Regions from separate parts of the Mus musculus genome. Here regions 2 and 3 are each linked to region 1. The links are chromatin contacts, called in public HiChIP or PLAC-seq and promoter capture Hi-C maps. All regions are on one chromosome and are shown on one strand. The core of a region is the stretch at or near the end of the contact, and the rest is flanking DNA. Distances in the headings are between cores, read along the strand shown.

Evidence for each region. Promoter capture Hi-C pulls out the DNA fragments that hold promoters and counts their contacts. HiChIP or PLAC-seq counts read pairs in DNA pulled down with a chosen protein or histone mark.
Region 2: a contact with region 1 is called in an H3K4me3 HiChIP or PLAC-seq map of neural tube, with 4 times the contacts expected there. The contact joins the enhancer-like site here to the promoter of Galnt14 in region 1. A contact is called at or near these places in 6 of 39 promoter capture datasets (the C10 cell line, the HPC-7 cell line, embryonic stem cells and 3 more), 2 of 15 datasets of contacts at CTCF or cohesin (large pre-B cells and pro-B cells), 3 of 484 Hi-C or Micro-C datasets (differentiating embryonic stem cells, nephron progenitors and uterus), 11 of 115 datasets of contacts at active chromatin or transcription factors (SST interneurons, craniofacial prominence, differentiating embryonic stem cells and 8 more) and 4 of 9 other capture datasets (adipose tissue, embryonic stem cells, liver and 1 more).
Region 3: a contact with region 1 is called in a promoter capture Hi-C map of hippocampal neurons, with 7 times the contacts expected there. The contact joins the enhancer-like site here to the promoter of Galnt14 in region 1. A contact is called at or near these places in 7 of 39 promoter capture datasets (the 3T3-L1 cell line, the C10 cell line, cranial neural crest and 4 more), 8 of 484 Hi-C or Micro-C datasets (cerebral cortex, cortical neurons, embryonic fibroblasts and 3 more), 8 of 115 datasets of contacts at active chromatin or transcription factors (SST interneurons, VIP interneurons, embryonic forebrain and 5 more) and 3 of 9 other capture datasets (embryonic stem cells, liver and pancreatic islet).

What each region holds. Positions count from the first base shown.
Region 1 is chr17:73,708,068-73,713,179 of GRCm38.p6, reverse strand. Galnt14 (polypeptide N-acetylgalactosaminyltransferase 14) reads left to right here and starts at 2,729. Exons shown (of 15, transcript NM_027864.2): 1 at 2,729-3,249. The coding sequence starts at 3,121.
Region 2 is chr17:73,486,032-73,491,143 of GRCm38.p6, reverse strand. No RefSeq gene overlaps it. Among named protein-coding and RNA genes, the nearest start is that of Capn13, 89 kb to the right of the region's middle. Within about 2 kb of position 3,038, at least 35 of the 459 cell types and tissues checked have an H3K27ac peak or open chromatin away from gene starts, as enhancers often do. A contact at or near this core is called in SST interneurons, craniofacial prominence, hippocampal neurons and 1 more, where this site is marked.
Region 3 is chr17:73,556,503-73,561,614 of GRCm38.p6, reverse strand. All of the region lies in intron 2 of Galnt14 (polypeptide N-acetylgalactosaminyltransferase 14), which reads left to right. Among named protein-coding and RNA genes, the nearest start is that of Gm46602, 110 kb to the left of the region's middle. Within about 2 kb of position 1,939, at least 12 of the 459 cell types and tissues checked have an H3K27ac peak or open chromatin away from gene starts, as enhancers often do. A contact at or near this core is called in cerebral cortex, forebrain and hippocampal neurons, where this site is marked.

The DNA of each region.
Region 1 (5,112 bases), core at 1,480-3,979:
GATACGAACGGGCTGAAGAATTGTGACCAGGAGGTAGGCTCTATTTAGGTGGAATGAGACTCCTAATTCAGAGCAGATTTTTATTTTGTTTTGTTTTCTTACAAAATTGCTCAGAGATTTTTCTCCCTATCTTGGTTGTGATGAGAAAGAAGTAGTTTGGGTTAGTCACCAATGATATAGCTCATCTACCCTGTGGGGTCACCAGGGCTCTGTGCTGTTTAGGCTGATGTGTGTGTATGTGTGTGTTTTCTTGTGTGAGTGTATGTGCACAGGCATGTGAAGACCATAGGATAACCTTGGGTGCTTTTCTTCAGTATCATCCATCTTGTGTTTTTGAGACACAGTCTTTCACTGGCCTGGAATTTCTCAAGCAGACTAGGATAGCTGGCCAGTGAACTTGTATTGACTTACCCGTCTCTGCCTCCTCAGCGGTGGGTGTACAAGAATTCAGTTTCTTTCTTTAAGTGAGTCTAGGAATTAGACTCAGAACCTTGTGCTTGCAAAGCAACCACTGTACAGACTGAGTCATTGCCATGCCCCTAACTCCGTTATTAAAAGAACTTTGACTATCTGCCCAAGCTTGGAGAACTCTAAGATACACTGGAGTGAGACCTACCATGCTGGGACCTGCCTGGAGATTTTTTTTCTGGCTTCCAAAACTTAGAAGACTCACCTGTAGTGTCCTCCCATTTGTAATGGCACTTACTGGCCTAAAAGCCTAGACCAACATATTCTATAGTTGGGTCGGTTAATTGCACTTAGCAAAATCGGAGCCTTTAGAAATCTTTCAAGGCCCAGGGACTCTTCCCCATGTGAGAGGAGGACAAAATAGTGATTCAAGAGCAAGAGCTTTAGAAGAATATCTTTGTTCTTCCCAGTGTTACGTACTCTCCCGCGGAGCTGTTTCACCCCAGGGCCTTGGTTTCCCCGTATGCCAGTCTGAGTGAAGCAGGCGTGTGAGGCTGCACCATCTCAGGAGCTTGGCGGTGGTGTTGTGTAACTGTCTGCCATCTGTTACTCAGAAACAGCCCCACAAAGCGCTGAGCAATGGACTCCGCTGCTGCAGCTCCTGCCTGGCGCTCATCAGCGAGTCTACAGCTTGCTCGGGAGGTTCTCGGCAGAGCTGACACAGAACACTTTGCAGGCCCAGGACTGGGACTCTAGGGTGAGGCTCTTGGAAGAGATCCAGAGAGCTCAGAAAGCTGCGGGAGTAGGTGCTCTTGCCACTCGCCAATGCTCCTTGGACAGTTATTCACCGAGGCCTTTGCCTGCTTAAACAACATCTGGAGAGAGTGGACCCAACCTTTCAGAGGCTACGGGTCCAATAGAGACAAGTGTGAGATGCCAGCAGGGCTCTGGGGGCTGACAAGCCTTTTCTGGCTGATTGATTTCCAACCTCAAATTTCTTACCTACATCTCCGCTCCAGAGCCTTTGCCTTATGGCCGAAAGACAAGGTATCAAACACCGGAGCTGTTGGGGGGTGGGGGACACCTCTGTTTCTGAGCAAGTGTCTGGAGGGCTCCATGGCACTGGAGGAGGAATTCTGGAGAACTGACTGGTACCTTTCTCACCTGCAGTCGAGTGTGGGTGCTACCCCTATACTAAGCTCCAGTCTGTGAGTGAAGACAGCAGGGAGCATGCCGCTGGGCCACTCGGTGTCATTCTCACTTGGAGAAACTTGGAGCATCCCTGTAACTAAAACAAGGACTCCAGTGGCCAGGGCTCTGCAGACTTCGCAAAAACTTCCACCTTTTCTCTCTGAACTCTGAGGTAACGCAGCATTCACATCTGAAGATGAGGCACAGTCTTAAGACTTAAGGAAGGGAGAGGCTGACGCTGTGATTTGCCCTGTTGGTTGGGTAGGCTAGGCTAGAAACCACACCTCCCTATTCTAGAGATATGGTTAGAAATTCATCCAGCCCACCTGAGGCCTGTATGGAAACTGGAGTCAGAACTGTTCCTGTCTCTAAATCCAAGTGACTTTAGTCTGTAGCTGGAAGATGTATTCCTTAAAGGCAACTGGGAAAGGGATTTGGGGAGCTACTCCCACACACCCCAGGGCCACCTTTCACAAAACTTCCGGTGGTTGTGCTAACATTAGACCCTTTTTTTCTGGCAAGCCCCAGAAAAAGGGCTTATTTTTACAAGGAGAAAAAAAAAATCCTCAGGGATTTACTTTTGCCTTAATTTTTAAAAGGACATCTTTCGAGTTAAATTTAGACCAGCTCAGTTTTCCATTAAGAGAAAGTTGCCAGGCACCTACCTGCTCAAAGGCAAAGAATACCCTGGGGAGATGGCTGAACTCGACCTTGGCCCTGAAATGGTCAAGTCTGAACTTGAGACAACATCTGGGTCAACCAACCCTACTATCCCAGTGATGGCTCCCGGCTAGCGAACCCTCCTGTGAGCACCATGTGCAGAGCCCCGCAGCAAACAGAAACTCCTCCCCGGTAGTGCCTCACCTGGCGCGGGCTAGTCCTTAAGTATCAGCTTGCTTGATACAAGTCAGTATCCTATAACCGGTCCCCGCCCAACCCCTCCCAGCACAACCCTAGCCCAGGATGGTCCCAGAGCTGCATCCAAGGTCCCTCAACCGCAGGGTGCTCCACGGTCGGCGGGAGGCGGTAGCGCCCCCGCTCAGAGCCCGGTTCGCTCCCGCCCCGCTCTCCCTCGGAGTCAGTCTGTCTGTCGGGCCCGCCCTCCCTCCGCGCTCCCTCCTCCTCGTGCTCCTCCGGGGGTGCCGGGCACAGCCTCGGATTCCACCTTCCCGGCTGCTCGAGTCAGTTTCCCTCGCGGCAGCAGCGGGCAAAGGCAGCCGCGGCGCACAGCAGCATCGCAGCGGCCGCCGCGGCTCTCCGTTTGGAGCGGGCGCCGGGCTGAGCTGCCCCTCGTCCCTGCCCGGCCGCGTCTCTAGTCTCCGGCGCCCCTCGCCGCTCCGTTCCCGGCTGTGGCTTCTCTCCGAAGCGGGCGGGGCAGGATCCCGCCATCCAACATCGGGATCCCAGGAGCAGCGTTTCTCCTAGAGCGAGGCGCTCGGCAGACTCGTGCCCCGCCACCCCTGACCGCCGGGGGGTGCCCCAGGGACGCGTCGCCACCAAGAGAAGCAGGCAGAGGGGACCATGCGGCGGCTGACTCGCCGCTTGGCGCTGCCCATCTTTGGGGTGCTCTGGATCACCGTACTGCTGTTCTTCTGGGTCACCAAGAGGAAGTTGGAGGTGCCGCTGGGACCCGAAGTGCAGACCCCCAAGGTATGCCGTTTCGTGGCGCACAGGGCACAGGGCACCGGGCACTGGCAGGTGGAAGGGTGCGTGGTCCACGCACTGGGATTGAGGGTTCAAATGCAGGGGTGTCGAGGTGCTGCGATGGGGAACAGGCGCGGGATGCGGCCATGGGGAGGTGCTTGTGGAATTTAAGAAGCTTGGGGCGTCTCCATATCTTTGGCGTGTGTAAGTGGCAGTGGGCGTGGGTGGTGGGCGCGCGCTCGCAGACAGAGCCGGGCTCCCAACTTAACTAGCAGTCCGGTGGCCAAGGGGGCGCTGCGGACTAGCTACTTTGGGACTGGCGGTCGGTGGGTGCCGCTGGAGGGTCACTGGAGGTTGCTGGGTGAGCGATGCTGGCACCCATGAGAAGTCTGGTGGATTTGCGGACTCCTTCCCTTTGCTGCCAGGCCCCAGAGGAGGAGACGATGACCCGGGTGCTGTGCGCACGTGAACAGCACTAGCGACCCCCCTGGAGGCCTCCCAGCCTTCCCTACCCACCTGGCCTGGCCTGGTGCCACCGGCTCTGTGAACTGTTCCCCAGTTCATTTGCTGCGTTGGAAGTTGAATGCGCTCAGGACAGCACGGAGGAGCCCATAAGAACAGAAACCTTCCTACTGGCAGGGAGTTGTGGAAATGGGAATCCAAGTGGCTTTCCCAACTCTTGTCCAGTCGGTGCAGCCCAGAGGAGTGGAAGGTTCCCCCTACTGGCTCTCTCTTGAGATTCAGAGCCCCTGTCTTTCTTTTCCACAGCCTTGACCAGGGGAAACAGAGCGAGGCTTCTGGGGATTTGCTGGCAGCTAAGCAACCTTTATGAGCCCAGGGCAATCTCTAGGAGTGGGAAAAGACCTTGGAGGAGCCTGTAGTCGGAAAGAGGAAGACATGAACATCTCTGTGTTAAGTAGGAGTGGATCTCACCGATAAGTACAGTAGGGAGGGCCTACTGTGTGCTAAGTGCATAGTTGGTGTTTTCTTCATAAGGAGTTGTTTAATATTGTTCTTATTTCATAGATGGGGAAACAGGCCAAGAGTCTTTAATTAACTCGTCTTAGATCGTTCTGGGTTTGAACTCAGACCTCCACAGAATTTTCCCACTTGGATCCCAATAGACTCTTCTTTTAACCAAAGTACATTTTAAACCAAAGTTTTGGAATCTTGCCAATATTAGTTGATCGAAATAAGCATTTAGTTTAGCACCCATGGAGCTAGGCTCGGTGCCATTGGATGCAGAGATGCAGGATTTTCTCCTTGGTGGAGGGTGGTCTGCTCATCAGTGGTCCAGGACACGCAGGATTGATAGTCAAGTGGGGTCACTGCACTGGGTGTCATGGGAGCCCGGCCACTGCTGGAGGAGGTACAATAGGTGAGTTGAGAAGGATGGATCAGTGGCCCGTAGGCAGAGCACATTCCAAATAGAGAATAAGCCAGCTTTGAAGGAACAAGACAGCATGAAGCCTGTGGCGGTCAGAGGAATGAGACAGGGACAGTGTGTGTGTGGGTCTAGTCAGGAAGGACCATGGAAGCTGTGGGTGGTTAAGCAGGGTAGTGATGCGATCGATTGGTATGTCCATCAGGCAGCCTTTATAGTCCAGGATCTATTTCCTTAATGTTGCAGACCCTGACCACGAATCTGTAGGTGTTTTTCTTACTTTTCCCTAGGCGGTTCTGCTCTGTGTGATGCAGTTAATGATGCCTGCAGGGACATGAACTTTCTCTGTTTTGTGCTGAATCTCATTACCTCAAGCTGACTTATTCTTCGTTTTGCCCCAGGGATCTGGGGCAAGGGCTCTTTTTCCTTTGGGGCAGACTTTGTCTTTACTCCTCTCCTGCTCTTTATCCCGGTCTGTGCTCAAC
Region 2 (5,112 bases), core at 1,789-4,288, 220 kb after region 1:
CTGCTGTTCTCAGAGAGAACGAGCTGTGATTGAAAAATAATCAGGGCAGCAGTGGCGAATGTCCATAAATGTAAAACAAGGCTGACATCTCAGAGATAGCCGTGACCTACACATGCAAGCAGAGTAGGAATAGCCAGGCACTGAGTGGATGTTATCACTGGGTTTGGATGCCAAACTCTAGCAGCCTGAAGTATCTCACTTAGTAGATAATCGGGAGCCATGACTGAACATTTGTCAGCCTGTGAGAATGGGGAAGATCTCTTGAGGATCTTGAAGTCTCACATGATTCAGACTCCAAACAATGCTTAGAAAATCTCCTCTCTGGAGCTGTCTGAGCACATTGTCAGGCAAGGAGGCTACAGGAACTCTGTCCCTCATGGTCCCTTCTGGCTAATAGAAGAATATGGGTTTCTTTCAGAGTTTTTAATAAGATATGAATATTAAATAAAATATATAGATGTATGTTAAATGTGACTGTCTATGTATAATGCTGGCCTTCCATAGCTACAAGGTCCACATCTGTGCACCCAACCACCCACAGACTAAAGCCACATGGGAAAAATGCATCTCTATTGAGCATTATGGTTTTTCCCTTTTTCATTATTCCCTGAACCGTAGAGTATAAAAACCACTTTCACTTTCATATACCCTTTAAATTATAGTAGATCTTTTAACTAGCACGGAGCTGGCTTAAAGTATAGAAGAGAATTGCAAAAGTTAGATGCAATATGGAGTAGGGGACATGGCGCTGCAGGTGCGTATGTTTGCTGTGCAAGCATGAGGACCTGAGTTCAAATCCCCAGCACCACAAAAACAAAAACAAAACAAAAGCAAAAACAAAACAAACAAACAAACAAACAACAAAAAAAAAAAACCAGGTGTCCATGTCTGCGGTAGAGACAGGACTCCTTCTGGAACTTCTGGCTACCAACATAGCCCAGGCTCAGGGTAAGGCCTTTCTCAGGGGAATAGGCACAGTAATAGAGCAGGACGCCTAGTGCCCTTCTCTGGCCTCTGCACATGGCCAGTGCAAAACCTTCACACACATATGCATTACACACACACACAGACACACAATATATATGCAAACGTGGTACCATTTTATATGAATAACTTTAGCATCCACAGAGTAGACATCCAAGGGGACGAAGATCCCACCTCCTATGTATTCTCATGAACTGAGCATAAAGAAAAACAGGTGCTTCAGACACTCTGGTGTCTCATTTAGAATAAGGGGCAGAATAGTATTGAATGAATAGGAAGAGATGGGAGTGTTTAGGTAAATCTGGGCTCTGCACAGATGGTGGAGCCTGGTGCCGCATCGAATCTAAGATTTCCTTTCCTGGCCGTTTGTTTCCCTTTGTGCTTTATAATTTCCCACTGTGAGCTCATCTTCAGTGAGAGTCTTTCCTCTGGGCATCCTGCATACTCTGATTGTAGAGGCATGCCTCTGGGGAGGTTTAAGCTTGCCTCCGCTAGGATCCCATTGGATTGCTTTGATTTCCAGCCAATTTATGAATTGATTTTTCTGTCAATGGTTTTCACACTGAGAGATGAGAATCTGGACCCTGGCTCTCTGCTTGGCACAATCTTAGATTTTGATCATTTATAGATTGCCTTTTTTTTAGAGGTTGCTTTAGTCATGTTTCCCTGGGGTTGCAATTCCCCCACCATATGGACACCCCACTTCTGGGCCCTGGTACTCATGAGGTTGTAGGTCTCCTAACTGTCTCTGCCTGTGCATAAAACCCAGCCCTAGTGATACACGTCTGCTTTGATCCCCTATAATTGGTCTTTGCTACTTTGTGGCTTCTTTGTTTTCCCACCCCTTATCACCCCAATTTTACTCCCTATTTCTTGTGATATGAGAGAAAGAATAGAAGAGAGAGCAAGAGAGAAGGAGATCAATTCCTGAATCTAATTTATTTCCTTTCATTTCTTCTTTGAGCTTAGCTCCTGACAAACTACAACAAACCCCTATGAACCACCAACAAACACACTCCCCTGCCTCTTGGGAGTCCTAGCATTTATCTACCTTCTGAACAGTTCCCAGAATTCCAAATGTCACACAATCACAGAAGCTATCTGCAGCTGGCAAAACCGTGCCTTGGCTAGAGTATGAGGCAAGTCACAGTGAGCTGCAGTAGACAGTCTGAAGCAGCCCCATATCCCCACACCTGGAATTAAATAGAAAAGATATACTGTTTTGTGGTTTTTAAAGAAACCAAAGTTCCAGGATTGTCCCTACAACTCACACACACACCTCACTCACCTCTCTCTCCTCTCTCTCTGAATTCCCGTGCATTTTTGGAATTTTGATTTACTCCCTCCCTTCTTTCAAATGCAGCTGTGGTTTCAAATTATCTTATCCAATATTTATGTGTGCATGTGGTAGGGGGTTTCCTTTGTTGGCTCTGACCAGAATTCCTTAGTGCTGTAATTAGCTGTCACCACTGTCTTCCCCACTGGCTGGGGGAACCTTATCTTATTGTAGACACTCAATAAATTTCTATGAATGAGTGAGAGAATAAGCCTGTGATTCTTTAGCACCACTTCCTAATTACCTCCTGGCTAGTTATCAGACATTTGAGTTTTTAAAAGACAGCCAAGGCAAGAGTGGAAGACAGAGAAGACAAATTTATAACAATAAAATCTTGTTATAATACACATAGATTTGGGGATCATGCATATTTAACTTCATAATGACAGAGTTTAATACTGAACATGCTAACTGGAAAGAACTATCAGTAATGAAAATCTTTAATACTGCAGTGGAGCCTGGCCAGAGAGAATTTGTTCTCAGAAACTCGGAGGCGGGGAGAGCAAGTGGGAGTGGGGGTGATGAAGGGTTGGACAAGAGCCCTTGTATTTAATCTGCAAGCATCTCAGGCGTGTCTATTGGCATCTAACAAGATATGCCCTGGCCTCCAGAGAGAAGAGAAAACTGTAACTGTGGTCCTCTTAGGTGACCCACAGAGAAATGCCCTGTTTCGCTTATGCTGTCCACTGAATCGTCCTCTCCCAAACGCTCCATCCTTTCAGCACCCGGGACAGCGTCTGCCATGCAGGCTTTGGGCAGAAAGGACTAAGGGAGGCTTAGCAGCTGTGCAGATGTCCGCGATGTGGCAGGTGGAAGCCCGTTGGCTCCTGCCACACAGAGCCAATCATCTGAACTTCCCTCGTGGGCTACAGTCTCTGGAAGCCTAAGTTGGATTAGCCAAGTCTGAAGCTCTGAGCGCTTTTCCATTTGCCATGGAGCTGACTAATTTAATGAAGCCGTCACAGTGCAAACCTCGGGGCTTATTGGAGAAGGACTCCAGCACGACATTATTTCACAGCAGTAGATTGCATCATTTTCATTTCACAGCTTTCCAATGGGAAATAATAAAACAAAATTACAAACATAATGAAGAAAGAAAGAAAGGAAGAAAAATCCGTGGGTGAGAGGAGAGCCCTCTATTCTGAGATAGGGGCTGCTTCTCTCCTCCACTTGAGCCAATAAATATCACCTGGTTTCACTCTGTAGGGGAGAGCATCCCAGGATGCAGGCACCTGCATGGCTGGAGATAAGAAGGGGCAATAACTCACTGTCCAGGAACACTGAGCAGCCACGGCAGTCCTGTAGACACCCTTTCCGAGGAATCCAGCTTCCAGTGGGGCAGGGTGAACTAGTGGTATGTGGGTATGCACTGTGCTGGACTTCCCCCAGAAGACAAAGCTATTTGACCAGTGGCACTTCACCTAGTTTAGATGAAAGAAAAGATCCCTGGCCTCCTCGGTCCTGCAGGATGCTTTCATTGTGACTGTGGGTGATCTGACAGCCAGAGGCTAAATGGCAGTCAACTGAGGGAGAAAGCCTTTCCCAAAAGCTGTTCTCATTAATTGCACTGAGGTGTACAGATGCAGGGAGGCCACCAAGCTCTGCCAGGCCTTCTATTCTCCTCTGTGGTCCTGTCCTTCAGCCAAGGAGATGCTCCAGGGCTGCCCCCAGCAAGGGGATGAGACTTCATTGCATCTGGCTGGATTCCTCCCCTGCCTCTTACTCCAAGAGAGGGGGTGGTGTGAGGTGAGGTGGGGTGGGGTGGGGTGGGGTGGGGTGGGGTCAAGTGAGGGAGTAGGATCATCTGGAATGACTTTTTTTTAACCTAGGAGCCTCCTTCAAGGCTTCTGCTGGCCCCCTCCTGTCCTCATCTTAGAGGAAGTCTCTCTGGTTGCCAGCTCCTCCCATCTGAGTGGCATCCAATTGTCTCCCAGCTTGACACACACTAGTACCTCCCCTTTCATGTTGGTCAAAGTGCATTTCTAAATAGGGGTTAAAGGTCAGCACCTCCTGGTCCTCATTTTGGACTAAGAACAGATGACTTAAATTTCTCTGATCTCAGCTATCTCCTCTATAAAGCAGTCAGTACCATATCTGCCTCATAATTTCATTTTGGGATTAGATGCAGTGATTCATTTAAAGTTCTCAGTTCAGAGCTAGGCACATAGTAGGTCCTCCCCCTTTGTTCTGTCATCATGGTAGTTCACTAGAGCAGAGGGCAGGATCTGTATGTTTTGAGGCTGACCTCTTTAGTCTTTTTGGGATACTGTGGTGGTTTGAATAGGTTTGGCCCTTAAAGGCTAGTGTATTTGAATGCTTGGCCCACAGGGACTGGCACTATTAGTAAATGTGGACTTATTAAAGAAGGTGTGGCCTCATTGGAGGAAGTATATCACTGGGGGTGGGCTTTAAGATCTCCTTTGCTTAATCTCTGCTCAGTGTGGGATTCTAGTTTCCTCTTGGCTGCCTTTGGATCAAGATGTAGATCTCTCAGCAGCTCCAGCAACATGTCTGTCTGCCTGATGCCATGTTTCCCACCATGATAACAATGGACTGAACCTCCGAAACTGTAAGCCAATCCCAATTAAATGTTTGCCTTTGTATGAAATGCCTTGGTCATGGTGTCTCTTCACAGCAATAAAACCCTAAGACAGATGCTATATTAAAAGTGCCAAAGGGAATGGTTACAACCACAAACATTTATTTCTCATGGTGCTGGAAGCTAGGGCACCCAAAGTCAAGGTACTACCAAATGTGGTATCCGATGAGGTACAGTACCTATTGTATATATA
Region 3 (5,112 bases), core at 690-3,189, 150 kb after region 1:
TCCTAGCCAGATTCAAGGACTCTCCAAAACCATTAGCACCATCCTTTATAGTGCTACCTTGTCTGTTTCCTCCAGCCTTCTTCTTCCTCAGCATGGAGGCCACCAGACCTCTCTTGGCCTGAGGTACTAGCATCTGTTGGTCAGATCTGTTTTGTCAATTGTCAGACCCTGCCTTTTACACGGGAAACATAGGCTCTTCTAGCACAACAGGATCAGGACCATTTGCTGCTGAGCAGGGCATGGCTTGTGGGTGGCAGTTTAGCATATTGCAGTCACTTGCCTGAATGTGTCACCTGGAATAGGGACTCAGAATTTTCACACTTCTCATCTTTAACACTTAAAACTTGCCACATGACAGTCCCCTCCCCTGCCTCCAGTACTTTAAAGAACCAACCGTTGGTTTGTTGTATATGAGGCACATGCCCCTAATGCTGGGTAGAAACGGTGCTGGTAGATTGCTTGAAGAAATCATAAGGGCTCATAAGTGTAACTGGGCTATTCCCTAAATAAAATGATGAACGGTCCAGGATGTCCTCCAAGTAAAGCTACTTGTGCCTTATACTTATGTAGCAGTTTACATCTCTTGTAATGTCCTCTTTAGTCTTGGGTGAAGAGACCATTTCGGGGAAGGAAGTTGAGGCTCAGGCAAGGGACCTGGAGCACTAAAGGCAAGGCTAGATTTTCAAATTCTTGGGAGTTTTGGGAAAACATCTCTCTCCTATCTGGTCCTTAGGTGAGTTACTGAAACGTCTCAAGACTCCATTTCTTCATCCATAGAATGGGAATACTGATAATCTTCTCTCTACTCTAGAGTAGTAGAAGAAAGCAAGGTAGGCTCAGAGGAAGAGAGATGATGGTGGATGCAAGATGAACATGGATGAACCCTGGCTCAGAGCTCTCTCCTGCCCTCTTGGGTTGTATGCTGCTTGCTCTTTATGTATTTCGCTGAGCTCAGCTCAGCTCAAGGATGCTCTCTGGTATAGAGCGTGCTGGCAGGATGTCCTTGGAGAGCTCCTGGACTCCTAGCACTGAGCATTCCACTTGAATGTCAAATGTACTTTAAAGGCTGGAAAGCAACAAAGAAGTGGGGAGACATTCGCAACAGTTCATATGGTGGAGTTTACACTTAAAAGATGCCGAGGAGAGAAGCCAAGGCCAGAAGAAGAAGAAGTGATTTAGGGCTCAGGGCCAGCAAGTACAAAATGTGTTTGACAAGAGATGAAAAGAGCAGGAGAGGAGATGACAGCTGTGGGTGGGAGAAGCTGCAGAAAGGAGGCTCAAGCCCAGCATGGTGACAGACAGTGGAATGGCACAGGGAGGGCCACATGTGAGGACTCAGGTGGCTAGAAAGCCAGATGAATGTTGGTGTAAGGAGGAGCCCTTTAGCACGGGCCAGCCAGTCCCTCTATGCTAGCTAGCAGTAAGGTCTGTAACTGCCAGAGCTGGGTATCTTAGGTATCTCTGAGAACACAAGAAGAAGCCCTTATATTGGTGGAGGCTCTATTACAATAAGCTGTTCTTGCTTTTTTACCTTGTCTGCTCCAGAATAAACCTGTAGACAGCCAGGGTAGCCACACTGTCACTTCCTCTTGCCCCCAGTCCCTCAGTGTGAGTCTCCATCATTGTTCATTCACACACTTCCCTGAGCCTGCCTGGGTCATCTCTCCAGGCAGAGAACACAGTATCTCTTGGCTCTCAGATCTGCTCCCTCCTAGGCTAGGTCCTTCTGTTCACTGTTTGAGCTGAGCCAGACACCCTGGAATCACGGTCTTCTTTTGCTCTATGTTTTTGTCCAGTCCACTTTCTAGAGGTCTCCGAGTCTCTGTGCACTTTGTCCAGCTCATCCCTCCTGCTCAGGTGACTAACAACCCCAACAACCCCACTGGCTTAGCCCTGAGTGGCATCTGCTCAAGATTACACACCCCCACACGTATGCACACACAGTCTAGAGCTTTGCAAAAGCAGACTCGTGCTGCCTCATCTGACACTCTTCTCTGACAGTGTTCATGTGTTTCCCCACAGCCCTGCAAAAAGGCTGACCAGGGCTCATTTTCTGGTTAAAAGGGTGGACTGCTTTGTTCCCTGTTCTTGTTTCTGCTCAGGACACTCCTTCATCTTTCAGTAATTCAGACAGTGTGTCTATTCTCTGGGATAATCTTAGTTTAAGTCCAGCATCTCCCACACACTCGTGCCCATCTCTAATAAAAACTATCACTCCAAAATTGTAAGAATCCATTCCCTCTATGTCTACCACCCAAGCTTTGAGGGCCATGTGTCAGGAGTGCTGAGCTCTTTTTGTAGCTCCAGAGTCCTGTGCAGTCCCTGGTCATCATTCTTTGTTCATCAGAATCGGCATTATGAACAGGGATTCAACGTGTGCCTTATATCCATTCACAAACTCCCTATTGAAAACAATGTCTGGGAGTGCGGGAGTGGGAAGGAATCCTCAGAACAGAATGAGAAAATCAAGTCATGGGAAATTTAAAGCCACCTTCACTTCACAAAGGATTCTCGTGTTCACTCATAAATCCAGGACCATAATCGGCAAGCACTTATTGATCATACTGTTCCCCTGACATGTCCCAGGCACCTTATATATGTGCTCTCGGCTAAGCCTCACAACTTTGCCGTGATCCTAGTTTTAGAGATGAGGAAATTGACTCTGGCAGGTCGAGTAACTTGCCTGTAAAGAATATAAAAATGGAGGAAAGTGGCCCTGCCCAGAGAAAGGCAGTCTCCCTATAGAGATGGACAGCTTTGTAGACAGGGTCAGTTCAGATGATGTGTGGTGGAGGAAGGGCTTTAGACCAAGGGATGCACAGTACCTACAGCTAGCACCTGGGCAAGAAGGGGGTAGAGGACAAAGGAGGTGTGTAGAAGATGTCACTAGAGCATAACCAAGGGAGGTGGGTGAGTTGGTTTAGTGGGGACAGAGGCTCCTATGAGAGAACCGTTAAATGGGGAAGTGTTTGAGGGCATGCGACTGCGAGCATAGAATCATCATGAATGATATATGATAGCTGGGACACAGGTCAGACATGGGAGGGCAGAAAAGAGGGGATGGAGACAGATTTATGGGGGTTCACTCAGAGGGTATTCATTTAGGGAAGTGGGAAGCCCTTGCTTTTCTGTTACTTGACCTCTAGCAGCTTTTCCAAGGGACACATTTTCAAGAGTCACTGGAGAAGAGATACTGATCTCTTGGCCCTCAAGGGAAGCATACCTGAGCTCAAGACCCTGAGTCTGGCTTTTCCTTAGAGCCATAGGCATAGAACTGATCTCAGCTGCTCCCTTGTAAGGAAGTTTCTCCTCTTGAGCAAAAGAAGGCCATAATTCATGGACAGTGTCTCTCTCCTTTGAGATAATCCTAGTTTAAGTCCAGCATCTCCCACACACTCATGCCCATCTCTGAAAAAACTATCACTTTGGAGTGAATTGTAAGAATCCTCTATGTCTACCACCCAAGCTTTGAGGGCCATGTGTCAGGAGTGCTGAGCTCTTTTTGTATCTCCAGAGTCCAGTGTAGTCCTGGCCATCATTGAGCCTGTAGTTGGGAAGTCTGGGAAATATGAGCAAGCATCAGGAAAAGGGAAGAAGGCATATCATTCTTTAGCCCATAGTCTTCTAACTTTCTAGAACATTCTAGAATGTAGTTTTCAAGACATGTAATAGAGACAAAGGCCAATATTAAATAAGACTTGAGACAAAAAGGGTTTATTCAGCTTGCATTCCCACAGCACTGTTCATCCTTGAAGGAGGTCAGGACAGGAACCCAAAGAGAGCAGGGTGCTGGAGACAGGAGCTGATGCAGAGACCATGGAGGCGTGCTGCTTCCTGGCTTGCTTGTCATGGCTTGCTCAGCCTGTTTTCTTATAGAACTCAGGTCCATTAGCTCAGGGATGGCACCACCTACCCTGGTCTGGGCCCTTCTCCATCAATCACTAATTAAGAAATTACCTTACAGATGGATCTTATGGAGACATGTTCTCACTTGAGTTTCCTTCTTCTCTGATGACTCTAGCTGGTGTCAAGTTGACATTAAAAAAAAAAAAAAAACAACCAGAATAATTGGTGAGCCCAATATCCCTCAAGGCTATGGGAATAAGGTTCATGAAACACTGAGTGGGGAGGCAGAGTGTCTGGTTTTAGATGAGTTTCTGCTGCTCCCTGTCTTCTTTATGGAGGGAGAGGAGTGATGCATCACCTACCCGGGGAATCACTGTGCACATTTAGAGCTCTGTGAAGAGTACCTGAGACTCAGCAAGCATTCAGTAAGCGTATCTATTATTACTATTGTGCCATGTGACTCCAGCAGGGCTAAAATAAGACATGAAGGCGCCCTGCTCCCAGACACCAAAGTTCTTTTTCAGGAAACACTCAAAAATAAGTCTTGGCCTATCCCCAACACTTTCTGGTCCCAGGAAGAAGCCACTGCATTTATAGAACCTTTGGTGAGCACTTGCCTTCACACACACACAAACACACACACACACACACACACACACACACACACACGCACACCGGCCCCCAGGGTAGTATGGATGCTAATTGACCTAGGTCCTAGGACCAAAGGGTACTCTCTTTTACAGCATACACAAGCTGAGAAGGAGCCTCTCCCCTCTATTCAGCTTTCAGCGGGCCTCTGTCTTCCATGTCTGCTCAGCATGAAAGATCTACATTGGTTCACCAAGTGAGCCTGGTGCACAGTGGAGCAACGGTCACTTCTTGAGGTCTAAAGCAAAAGGAAAACTCCATATTCTCCAAGGCAAGTGGGTATTGTGAGTCCCTATGGCACTTGTCTGCACATGACACAGAGATGTCCCAAGGAGTTGGACCAGAGCTGGAGATAAAGAAGCCCTTACAGAGGAATAGCCACAGCACTAGAACAGAGGGGTGTCTGCCAGTCCCAAGAGCAGGAGGCAGGCTGTCTTCCACATCAGAATGTGTGTTTTTGGCAGAGGGTGGGCAGACAAAGGCGAATCGTGATCTAATGTGGTGGATCATTAAACTGTGCATTCAGATGCCAGTTGGTAAATTAGTCCAAGTCTGACTTGCAGAGATGAGTGAGAAAGGAAACAGTGAAGGAGATCTCACTAAGGCTGACTTTTACAT